Linked DNA regions of Sus scrofa: regions 1 and 2 are each linked to region 3. Evidence: chromatin contacts called from public HiChIP or PLAC-seq data. All regions are on one chromosome and are shown on one strand. Each heading gives the region's core, a stretch centred on a gene start, on an enhancer-like site or on the middle of the called end of the contact. The rest is flanking DNA. Distances are from core to core; before and after follow the strand shown.

Region 1 (3,313 bases), core at 188-2,687, 88 kb after region 3:
GAACTCTGTGACGGTCATCTCTAAGGTGGGGTTTGGAAGGGGAGGTGGGAAGGGGTGGGGGTGTGGGGAAGCCTTGCAGGAAGATGGAAGAACTTGGGTAAATGTCTAAGGCAGAAGGCCCCAGCAGAGCAGGCTGGGAGGCGGTATGTGGGTTCTCAAGTCCAGCTGTGGGACAGCAGGTTTCACCCAGTTCCCAGGAAGATAGGTGCCCACACCGTGCCTTTCCCAGACTCACACAGAGGGGCCTTGTGGGCTGGTGTGTCCCAAAGTCTGGTGCATTCAGGGAATTGAATGCCCAATGAATGGTGAGGAGCTTAAACCTCTTTGCCAGTTTTCAGCTGCTCCATGTAGATTTCAGCTGTCCTCATTTGTACCTATTGACCTACAGGTACCGGTCTCTCCATTACTGAGAGTTAAAACCACTCTCTGTCCAGGTCCATTGACCTTGCCCCTTAGGGAGATATGGCTTATCCCCCTGCATAAAAGCTCACGTCCTCTGGATCCAACCAAGTCCCTCATTTGCAGGCATCCCATCAGAATCGCCCAAGAACTTGATGGGATGCTGTCATTACTCTGTGCCCAGCGCATAGCACATAGTAGGTGTGCAACTAAATGCATGGTTGTATGAATGAATCTGTTTCCAAAAACATGGGGACTTCCCTATGGGAACACTTCTCGCCCAGCCTGAATCGGGGTCTATGGTAGCACGCATTTAGCGCCCACTTCTCTGCACACCATCTGTAACCCGCAAAAGTGGTGTACACTCTTCATCTCTGCCGTCCCACCTCTCCGGAGCTACTTCAGCCCCTCCAAAGGCCACCAAGGACAAAATAAAGCAGAAAACAATGCCCGGAGGACCACGCTCCAGATGCTGCAGAAACAACTGTTCACACTCTCGGTCCTAGCTTATTATTTTATACATAGTGATAACTAGCTTTTTTTTCTCTTTTGTCCTTTTAGGGCCGCATCTGCAACATATGGAGATTCCCAGGCTAGGGGTCGAATCAGAGCTATTGCTGCCAGCCTACGCCAGAGCCACAGCAATGCCAGATCTGAGCCTCGTCTGTGACCTACACCACAGCTCACAGCAACGCCGGATCCTTAACCCACTGAGCGAGGCCAGGGATCAAACCCGCAACCTCCTGGTTCCTTGTCGGATTCGTTCCTTGTCGGGAACTCCTAGTTTTGATTCTCTGTTGGCTTAACCTCCTGCAGAATAGAAACTGTACGAAGAAAGCCTGGCTCCTTGGGTTAGGATGTGGGAAGAAGGCGACGAGGAGGCTAGCATGGATGATGCTGACAAAAGATAACGGATTGCTCACCTACCATCATTACCATTGGGGCTTGAGAGGGGCTTACCAGCTTCCAAGCAGGATTCGCTCAGCCACAGCCGCTGCTGTTGGGGCTTCTCTGCATAATACTCTTTCAGGGATACGTGCCTTGTAGACAGTTCTGCTTTTTTGCTCCAGTTCATCCTTGGTGGCTGCCTCTATGCTGTGACCGTCAGTCCCCAGCCCCTTCTATTTCCTCCTTTTCCACCTCGGCCTCTGAAACGCCGTGGAACTGCCCCTGCCAATTACGACTACAGGCAAAAACTGCACACCAACTATCAAGCATCTGTTCCTCAATTTCTCACTAGCTGCAACTTTGAATAACATTTCCTCTGAGTATAAGAAGATGCTCCAAACTGAGAATTTCCTTGCTTACGCAATTTTTTTTTTTTTTTCTGGTGTCTGCCTTGTGGTTTAGATGCCACATCTTAACTTCTCCTTCCTCAAAGGGTCAGTGCAACTCTGCCATCTTGTTCCATCTGGGTCTTTTTCCCATAAGCCATAAACCAAAGTTTGTGAGCATTTTTCCCGTCCCTTTCTGAGCCAGGCTCCTTCCCTGGGCGCTGTCTGAAAATAACTTCGCTACCATCTCACATAGGTCCAATCACTCCAGCTTATCTCATGTCTGTTTTCTGCATGTAGATTACAGTTTTCCCCCTAATACACCAGCAAATACTTGGTGACTGCATATTTATGTGCCAGTATTCTGTAAAGTATAATCTGGGAGACAGACTGGAAAACCTGATTTTTGTCAGCTTGTGTCACGCAAGCCTGTACGAATACAGGAAAGCGTGAGATATGCGGTGAGGGGCATTGTGCAGCGGGGCCCCCATGTCTCTCCTGAGTGATGCAGGGGAATGTGGTATTTCCAGCTACAAAGCATCCTTCTGGGCTTGGAGTTGCTCTGCCCCTTTCCCACCCAAGAAAGCCTAGGAAATTTAGGGGGTGATGGGATATTTTCAAAGGGATAATCTTAAATACTCTTTACTCTCTTTCTCAGATGAGCCATCTTTTGCAAACTGTGAGACTTAGTGACAAAACACCATATCCCCTCTAACCCATGAACCCCATCCATGCAGCTCAGGGTACTGCAGTTGAAGCTGGTTGGCAAAGATAGGGCTGTTTTCTGATCACACTTCAAAGAAAGAAATGGCGTTCTCGAACTGCCTTTGCTCGCAACTGCCGATTGCATTTGGCAGAACGAGGTTGTGCAGAGAGATAAGCCTGGAAAAGGGGCAGTTGCTGTTACATTCTTGGTTGATTGTGGCCCCTCCTAACGCAGGAAGTATGCGAGTATCTCATACTCAAGACTGGAGCCAAAGCTGTCATGTCATTTCCACACCTCTCTGAGTCTCAATTTCCTTGTGTGGAAGCATGGGCATTTTCATGCTTGCCTCTTAAGGACTGTGGTGGAAATTCAGTAGAAAGAATTTTGTGAGAGCCCTCAGCACTGTGCTGGGATTAAGTGGTTTCTTGATAAATATTTGCTGGGTGCAAAAAAAAAAAAAAAAATAATAATGGTATTTATTTAAGAGTCTGCTATGCAATTTTTCTTTCTTTCTTTTTATTTATTTATTTATGTATTTATTTTGTGTCTTTTTTGCCTTTTCTACGGCCACACCTGCGGCATATGGAGGTCCCCAGGGTAGGGGTCTAATCGGAGCTGTAGCCACCAGTCTATGCCAGAGCTACAGCAATGCGGGATCTGAGCCGTATCTGCGACCTACACCATAGCTCATGGCACTGCCAGATCCTTAACCCACTGAGCAAGGCCAGGGACCGAACCCACAACCTCATAGTTCCTAGTTGCATTTGTTAACCACTGAGCCACGATGGGAACTCCGCTATGCAATTTTTCTTGATAAAACACACGAGAGCTGCCTTGCAGGGTATCATGCTAAAATGAGAACAGGTGGAAACTGTCTTAAGGGGATAAGAAGAGGTGTGTCTATTATCATTGCTTTTTAGGCTTCAGTTCATCC
Region 2 (3,677 bases), core at 602-3,101, 72 kb before region 3:
TACAGGAAAATTCTGGGGAAATTTTTTTTTTTTTTTTTTTTTTGTCGTTTGTCTTTTTAGGGCCGCACTTGCACATATGGAGGTTCCCAGGCCAAGGGTCGAATCAGAGCTGTAGCTGCCAGCCTACGTCACAGCTCACGACCATGCCAGATCTCCAAGCCCCTGAGCAAGGTCAGGGATCGAACCTGTGTCCTCCTCCTGGGTGCTAGTCTGACTCGTTTCCGCTGAGCCATGACAGGAACTCTGGGAAATTCTTTTTAATACAAAGGCAAACGTGAGTTCCATGCAAAATCTTCATGAACAAAAGACTCTGAAGAAATTACCAGGGGTTATACCAAGACCCTAGTACCCATATACTATACTATATGCTGTATTTGTGGAAGAGTTTATGAAAGAGAATAAAGGAAACCTTATTTATTTATTTATTTACTGTTATTTGAGGGCCACACCTGCGGCATATGGAAGTTCCCAGGCTAGGGGTCAAACTGGTGCTGCAGCTGCTGGCCTATACCAGAGCCACAGCAATGCCAGATCCGAGCCACATCTGCAACCCACACCACAGCTCATGGCAATGCCGGATCCTTAACCCACTGGACAAGGCTAGGGATCACACCCGCATCCTCTTGGATACTAGCTGCGTTCACAACTGCTGAGCCACAAGGGAACTCCAGGTAACCTCATTTAAAATGAAGTCAGAAGGCCAGAACCTGGGAGTCTTCAGGCACTTGCCCTCACCATCAACTACAGCAGCCAGCCATAACGTCAATCAATGTCAATTACATCCCTCGGCAGGAGGAACTGTCCTCTCCCTAACAAGCCCGGCCAACGGGAAACGCCAAACTCTCCTCAACCCTTGCTTTCATCCAATGAACTTTGCTCAAAACAACCCCACTGGACTTCCTCCTTTTTCTCTGTAAAGTAACATTCTTCTTTTTTTTGGTTGTTGGAATTGCGTATGATTTTTGCTATAGCTTGCTTGTCCCAAACTGCCATTCCTCTGCTTATTCTGGAAGAAACTCATTGTGATGGTAAAATAACTGCCCGTTTTATTTTTTAGGACAAGATCGGATACCATGTACCCCAGAAAATCAGGGTCTGGTTTTCTAAGCAGTTAAGTATTTTCAAGTCCTCCAGGTGGCCTCACCAACCCCTGGACTCCTGCTCTCGTTTGCCAGGCCCTGTTTGTGTGTGGGTCCTCCTCCTCCTACAAAGTCAACCTTATCACAGCTGCATTCCCCCACCCAACCCAGCTAAGCCAAGAAAGACAGCAAACGAGCCTGGTGACTCCCAGCCTTTGCATTTTGGCTGTGTACTTTTTCTTTTATTATTACTTTTTTATTAGACTGTACGAACCCTGAGGGCAGAGAAATCCTCCCACGTAGGACCAATTAACTATTTACTAAGTGGAGGAAACGCGTTTCAAGATCGGCAGCATAGCTCATGGCTAAAGCCTTTATTATTATTTAACGGTCCAGTCGAGCTACCGGATTTTTCGGAAAGAAAGAGACTTCACCCCAAGGATCAGGCACACCCAACCCTGCGGGGGTGGGAATCCAAGGAGCAGGCACAGGGCAGAAGTGATGGCAAGGAGGACGCCCCCAAAGGAGCGGTGTGGAAAGATCTCTGACGTCACTTCTTTGTCGAAATGTGAGCCCTGAAACTAGAGGCCTCCCAGAGGGGATGTCTGTCTCTCCCACCCACTTCCCCTGGCCGAGGTCTCCCATGCCGCCGCCATCCAGCCTCGCGCCCTGCCCCCCACCTGCGCCGGGACCCCTAATTCTCACCTGCGGGCAACACCCACGGAGCCCCAGCGACCAGCATCAGGGTCGTCGCACCCAGAAACCCGAGCATCGTCCGCGGGCGGCCGCCGGCCCTTCCAATCACGTCTTCGGCCACATCAGGAAGCGCGGCGCAAGGGAAACTTGGGTGCACAGGCCACCCCCGGACCTGGGACCCGTGCGGCCCTGTCCCCTCGCGCCGCTCGCGCCCCGCCCCTCCACAGTCGCCCCGCCCCACGCTCATCACCCCCCGCCATCGACTCCCGCGCACGCGCCGTGCCTTCTGCGCGTGCCACCGTCCGCGCACGCGCGTGGGACGGCAGGGGCCGCCCAGACTCCACCGCCTGCCCCCCGCCCCCTTTCCGGAAAGTGACAGCTCACTTGCTGTCCACCCTCGCTTTCCGGGAAGACTGCGCGTAACTCGAGGGCTTGACCCTGGCAGGAACGCGGAGATTCGCCAGTGCGCCTGCGCAAATTTCGAGGCGGGTGTTTCCTCCCAACCCCCTCGCTAATTGCAGCCGGCGGGCAACCTCTGCGCTCTCTGCTCGCACCCTACTGTGCCCGGTCTCGGACTCCGGAGTCTGGCAAAGCGGTGTTGGGGCGGATTTGGTCCTAAGGGAGGAAGCAGTGGGGAGAGTTTCCGAGCGGGCCAGGCCATTTCCTTTGTTCTGAGCGCTGTGAGCAAAGTGCAGGCGCCTCCGAGTGAAGCCGAGACGCGTTGATCTTGGCCTGGGGCGCAAGGGCCTCTTTGAGAAGATGGTGACGGCTTCTGGGCTTTGGGGGTGGTGTCCAGAACAACGCTCTCCAAGCTCTTTTGATCTTCTGCCCTTATCAGTAAAAGGTTTGAGTCCATCATTCAAACGGTTATTTAAGCACCTTAATAATCAATTATGTATCTTATAAAAATTCGCAAAAAGGGAGTTCCCGGCCTGGCGCAGCAAAAACGAATCCGACTAGGAACCATGAGGTTGCGGGTTTAATCCTTGGCCTCGCTCAGGGGGTTAAGGGTCTGACATTGCCGTGAGCTGTGGTGTAGGTCACAGACACTGCTTGGATCTGGCGTTGCTGTGGCTGTGGCTAGGCCGGCAGCTGCGGCTCCCATTCGACCCCCAGCTTGGGAACCTCCATAAGCCGTGGGTGGGGCCCTAAAAATAAAAAGCAAATATAAATAAATAAACTGTTTAAAAAATTAAAAATACTCAAAAGGGAAAATATAAAGGGTGAAAGATGAAATAAGCAAATGCTTAGCTGTTAATTACAACTAAACAATTTAATTATAAATTGTAAGGTTAAATGAGTATTTGTAGAGAACTATGGGCTTGAATATTGCCTTATAAAAACTTTGAGGTATAATTTACATACTGTGAAATTCATCCATTTTAAGTGAACAATGACTTTAGTAAATTTATCCAGTTTTGGGGCCTCATTTTTAAAAACATTGGATTATTATTTTGTGACTCATCAATTTTCAGGTTTGATTCTCAGTTTGTTAGTGTTTTGCTTTAATAACAGCATAGATGGAAAAATACCCCCGGAGAATCTGGGGATCTAAAGGGAAGAAGGAAGTTCCTGGTTGCACTTATTAATCATACTCATTTAAAGCCTTTACCACGACTCTTTTTTAAATTTTTTGTTGAAGTACAGTTGATTTACAATGTTGTGATAATGAATGTCTGCTGTACATCAAAGTGATTCAGGTGTACGTGTACATCCATCCATTCTCTTTCAGATTCGTTTCCCACATAGATGATCACAGAAGGTCCCCATTGGCCAACTGCCAGAGACCAGCTCCAGCAGCCGGGGAGTGGCACACCCTGTCGGGGATGGACAGTGTGGTCAGAGGCACACAGAGACAGACAGCCTCTTTGTCCCTTCCTTCAGGGGCGCTGAACTGCTCAA
Region 3 (3,335 bases), core at 554-3,053:
TCTGTGGTCCAGCTGAAGGACCAGCCCAGCCAGAACCGCCATCCTCTGGTGCTTCCTGCCAAGAGCATCCCAGACCCACCTGTGATACTGAGCTGTGAAGGTCAGATCCCCCTGGGGAAAAGCAGGTGAGTCCCACTGGAGAATGTTCTTGAAATTAACTGAATTCATTCTGACGTTTTCAGGAGGTGGCACCACCATTCCTAATGCTGTAAAAATAAAGGGGACAAGCTGGCAACCTTTTTTTTTCCCTCCAATTCACTCGGGGTCCAACACTCGGGTCTCCCCTATGGCTCCAAGTCTTCAAATGGGCACATGGCAGAGAGAAACACACTTGAGCTGTGCTGAGGAGTCTGGATTTTATTTGAAGGCAAGAAACGGCTAACACGAGACGGGTGGTTAGCAAGAGTGAAGTGGGGACAGATGGGGGTGACCTGGATTTGGCTGGTGGTGGAAAGATGGGAGGGGGTGGGTAGATGGATTTGAGATACATTCCCAAAGGTATAAACTCTAGATTTCCTGATACATTTGGTGTAAAGAAGTAGATATTAACGTCTATTCCTGGCTTAAGCACCTGATTGGGGCTGGGGCCAGGGAAATCAAGAATCTCATTTTAGGATCTGCATAAGGTTTGAGATGCTAAAGAATATGCAAGCAGGCGTGTCAGAGACAGCTGGATGTATGAGACTGGAGCACTCAGGACAGATCTGGACTAGAGGGAGAAATCATCATTAAATTTATAACAGAAAATGCCCATGTTCCCATTGTGCTCAGCAGGTCAGAACCAGACCTAGTGTTTGTGAGGATGCTGGTTTGATCCCTGGTCTCGTTCAGTGGGTTAACACTCCGGTGTTAGGGCAAGCTGCGGGTAGGCCACAAATCTGGCTTGGATCTGGCATTGCTGTGGCTGTGGGGTAGGCTGGCAGCCGCAGCTCTGATTCAACCCCTAGCCTGGGAGATTCCATAGGCCACAGATACGCCCTTTAAAAAAAAAAAAAGAAAAGAAAGAAAGAAAGAAAGAAAGAAAGAAAGAAAGAAAGAAAGAAAGAAAAAGAAAAGAAGGAAAGAAAAAAAGAAAATCCCACACATACACAGAAGTACAGAGACAAGCATAAGAAATCGCTACCGGCCCATCACTCAACTAGTTCCAACAGATATAATTTGAGAGTCATGAGACCATAGCTGGTATTTAGTGCCACGGTTTTGCTGACATCTCCCAAAGGGACAGTGCAGGGGAAGGAGTTAAGAGGGCTCAGGCATGAACTTGGCGGTCAGGAGATCTGACAGGTGAGGGATGTCTTGAGAGAAACAGCCTGATAAGTAGGAGGGAAACCAGAGGGTGAGGAACCCTGGAAGGCCAGGGGTGAGTTCATCAGAAAGGAAGGAGGGGCACCATCTTGTTGTTTAAACTGGGCAGGCAATTGAGAGCAGGACAGAGAAGTATTTTACTGGATTCAGGACTCAGAAAGCCATCAAGTCGCAGAGTTGAGCGGTCGAATTGAGATGTTAGCGTGGTGGACACTGAATGCGAGGCCTGACACGCGCCTATGGGATCTACCCAGGGGTCGCCTTTGGGGCTCTGGCTGCCCGGCGTCGTAGCCAGGTCTCCCGGTTCCCGAGCGCCCCAAGGGGCAGGACGCGACGCCACAGAGGGTCCGGGTCCCCGCGCGGGGAGCCCAGGTTGCGGAGGCGCACGGCCCACTGCGGAGCCGGCCCCCAGGAGACCGCCCGGAGCCCTCTCCCCGCAGACCCCTCACCTGACACCAGTAGGCAGCCGCCCAGCCAGTTCCGGAGGCTCCGCGCCATGGTCGCACCGGGAGCCCGGGAGGGCCCTCGGGGGGCCCGCGGGCAGCCGCCGGGCACGGGGAACACGCCCCCTCACCGGCGTCCGCGCCGGAGTGCACCCGCCCACCCCGCCCCGAGGCTGCTTCCGGGAACTCGGGGAGACGGGGCAACGAAGCCCCGCCCCGACCCGCCCCGGGCCCCGCCCCCGACCCGCCCCGGGCCCCGCCCCTGCGTGCCGAGCTCGAAAGGTCATGGGCAAGCGCTTGGTTCCAGCGAGGCAGAGGTAGCAGACGGGGGACTTTCCTCCTTCCGCTGAGTGGAAAACATGGATGGTAAAACAGGTTGCAAAACTCTACGTGGAGTGTCCTGATTACCTTAAGTGCATGCTTTGAAAGGAGCCCTCAACCTAAATACATACACTCCAACGCCAACGCAGAGCTTACATCTGATGGTGGAATTAAGTAAGGGTGGTGGTGGTTTTTCTCTATACCATTCAGTATTCCCCAAGTGTCTCCCGTGTAAACAGGCGTGGACTCTATAATCCCCTCTCCCCGCAAGTAAACTGCTTTTCAAGCAATCCCTTAGCAAATCCAGTCTGGGAGAGTCTTCTTTATCTTATCCACCCCCTTCCTCCCGGGGATAAACAGCAACACAGCACCAAGTCACTTCTTTTGGCAATAATCGTTTCTCTCTCAAGACTGTGGAGAAAGGCTTAATTTCCTCTTTTCCAACTTGTGCTGTGGTGAGGTGGGAAAGCCCAGAGCAGGGTAAGCAGGGTGATATAAGACACTGCCTGACATCTGTTGCTAGAACAGTCCACAGGAACTCGAGGGCAGGGAGGCAGCATGTGTCCTCGGCCCCCAGAGGCCACCACACAGAGTCAGAAGTTTTTTTGTGCAACCTAGAGACGCCGGCAGAACTATACATATATACGTGCTGCATGTATATCCCTTCTAATAAGGAATGGCTCTGAAGACATTACCAAGTTTCTAGTAAAAAGTATGTTTTATTTTTTTTAACCATCTTCCAACCAAGATACAAAACTAAATCTGAAAATATGCCACTGAGGGTCTATTCCACCCTCCTATGCAAATGTTTGACTATTAATCATTATTGTTTATTCATTAATCGTTGTTATTAATCGCTATCAATCGTTATTGATGTGTGTGAGTCTGTCTTTCTCACTCAGATGGAGGAGGCTGGACAAGGAGCTGAGAGTTGAAATCTCAAGCGTGCAGGGGACAGAATATCACCCAGGAGGAACTTTCAAGTAGGGTGGACGGTCCCTATTTCCAACCCAGAGTGTGCGCTTCTGCTCCTTTGTGCCTGCCTCCTTTCTCTCCAGCTGCCAGCCCTCCCTCCTCTTTTTCGGCCGCTTTCCCTTGAGCCTGTGGAAAAACACTGCTGACTGCTGCTGCTAAGAACCCTGGTGAGTGGCTTCCTTTTCTCTCCCCGCCCCACTCTGGCCCAATTTAATAATTTCCCAGAAATCTTATAGGGCCCTGGAACCACCCCCTGAAAACCACAGGGAAACTTGCTCCTTATTCTGGGAA

The links. HiChIP or PLAC-seq counts read pairs in DNA pulled down with a chosen protein or histone mark.
Region 1: a contact with region 3 is called in an H3K27ac HiChIP or PLAC-seq map of alveolar macrophages. The contact joins the promoter of IFNAR2 here to the promoter of IL10RB in region 3. A contact is called at or near these places in 1 of 5 promoter capture datasets (liver), 5 of 47 Hi-C or Micro-C datasets (embryonic fibroblasts and liver) and 1 of 2 datasets of contacts at active chromatin or transcription factors (alveolar macrophages).
Region 2: an H3K27ac HiChIP or PLAC-seq map of alveolar macrophages shows a contact between it and region 3. The contact joins the promoter of IFNAR1 here to the promoter of IL10RB in region 3. A contact is called at or near these places in 1 of 5 promoter capture datasets (liver), 15 of 47 Hi-C or Micro-C datasets (alveolar macrophages, blood, embryonic fibroblasts and 8 more) and 2 of 2 datasets of contacts at active chromatin or transcription factors (alveolar macrophages and skeletal muscle).

Annotation. Positions count from the first base shown.
Region 1 is chr13:196,764,211-196,767,523 of Sscrofa11.1, reverse strand. IFNAR2 (interferon alpha and beta receptor subunit 2) reads right to left here and starts at 1,437. Exons shown (of 10, transcript NM_001204775.2): 1 at 1,360-1,437. All of the region lies in intron 4 of LOC110256370 (40S ribosomal protein S2-like), which reads left to right.
Region 2 is chr13:196,924,052-196,927,728 of Sscrofa11.1, reverse strand. IFNAR1 (interferon (alpha, beta and omega) receptor 1) reads right to left here and starts at 1,851. Exons shown (of 11, transcript NM_213772.1): 1 at 1,785-1,851. The coding sequence starts at 1,851.
Region 3 is chr13:196,852,074-196,855,408 of Sscrofa11.1, reverse strand. It overlaps IL10RB (interleukin 10 receptor subunit beta), which reads right to left and starts at 1,803. Exons shown (of 7, transcript NM_213771.1): 1 at 1,755-1,803; 2 at 80-206. The coding sequence starts at 1,803. IFNAR2 (interferon alpha and beta receptor subunit 2) reads right to left here. Exons shown (of 10, transcript NM_001204775.2): 10 at 2,769-3,335.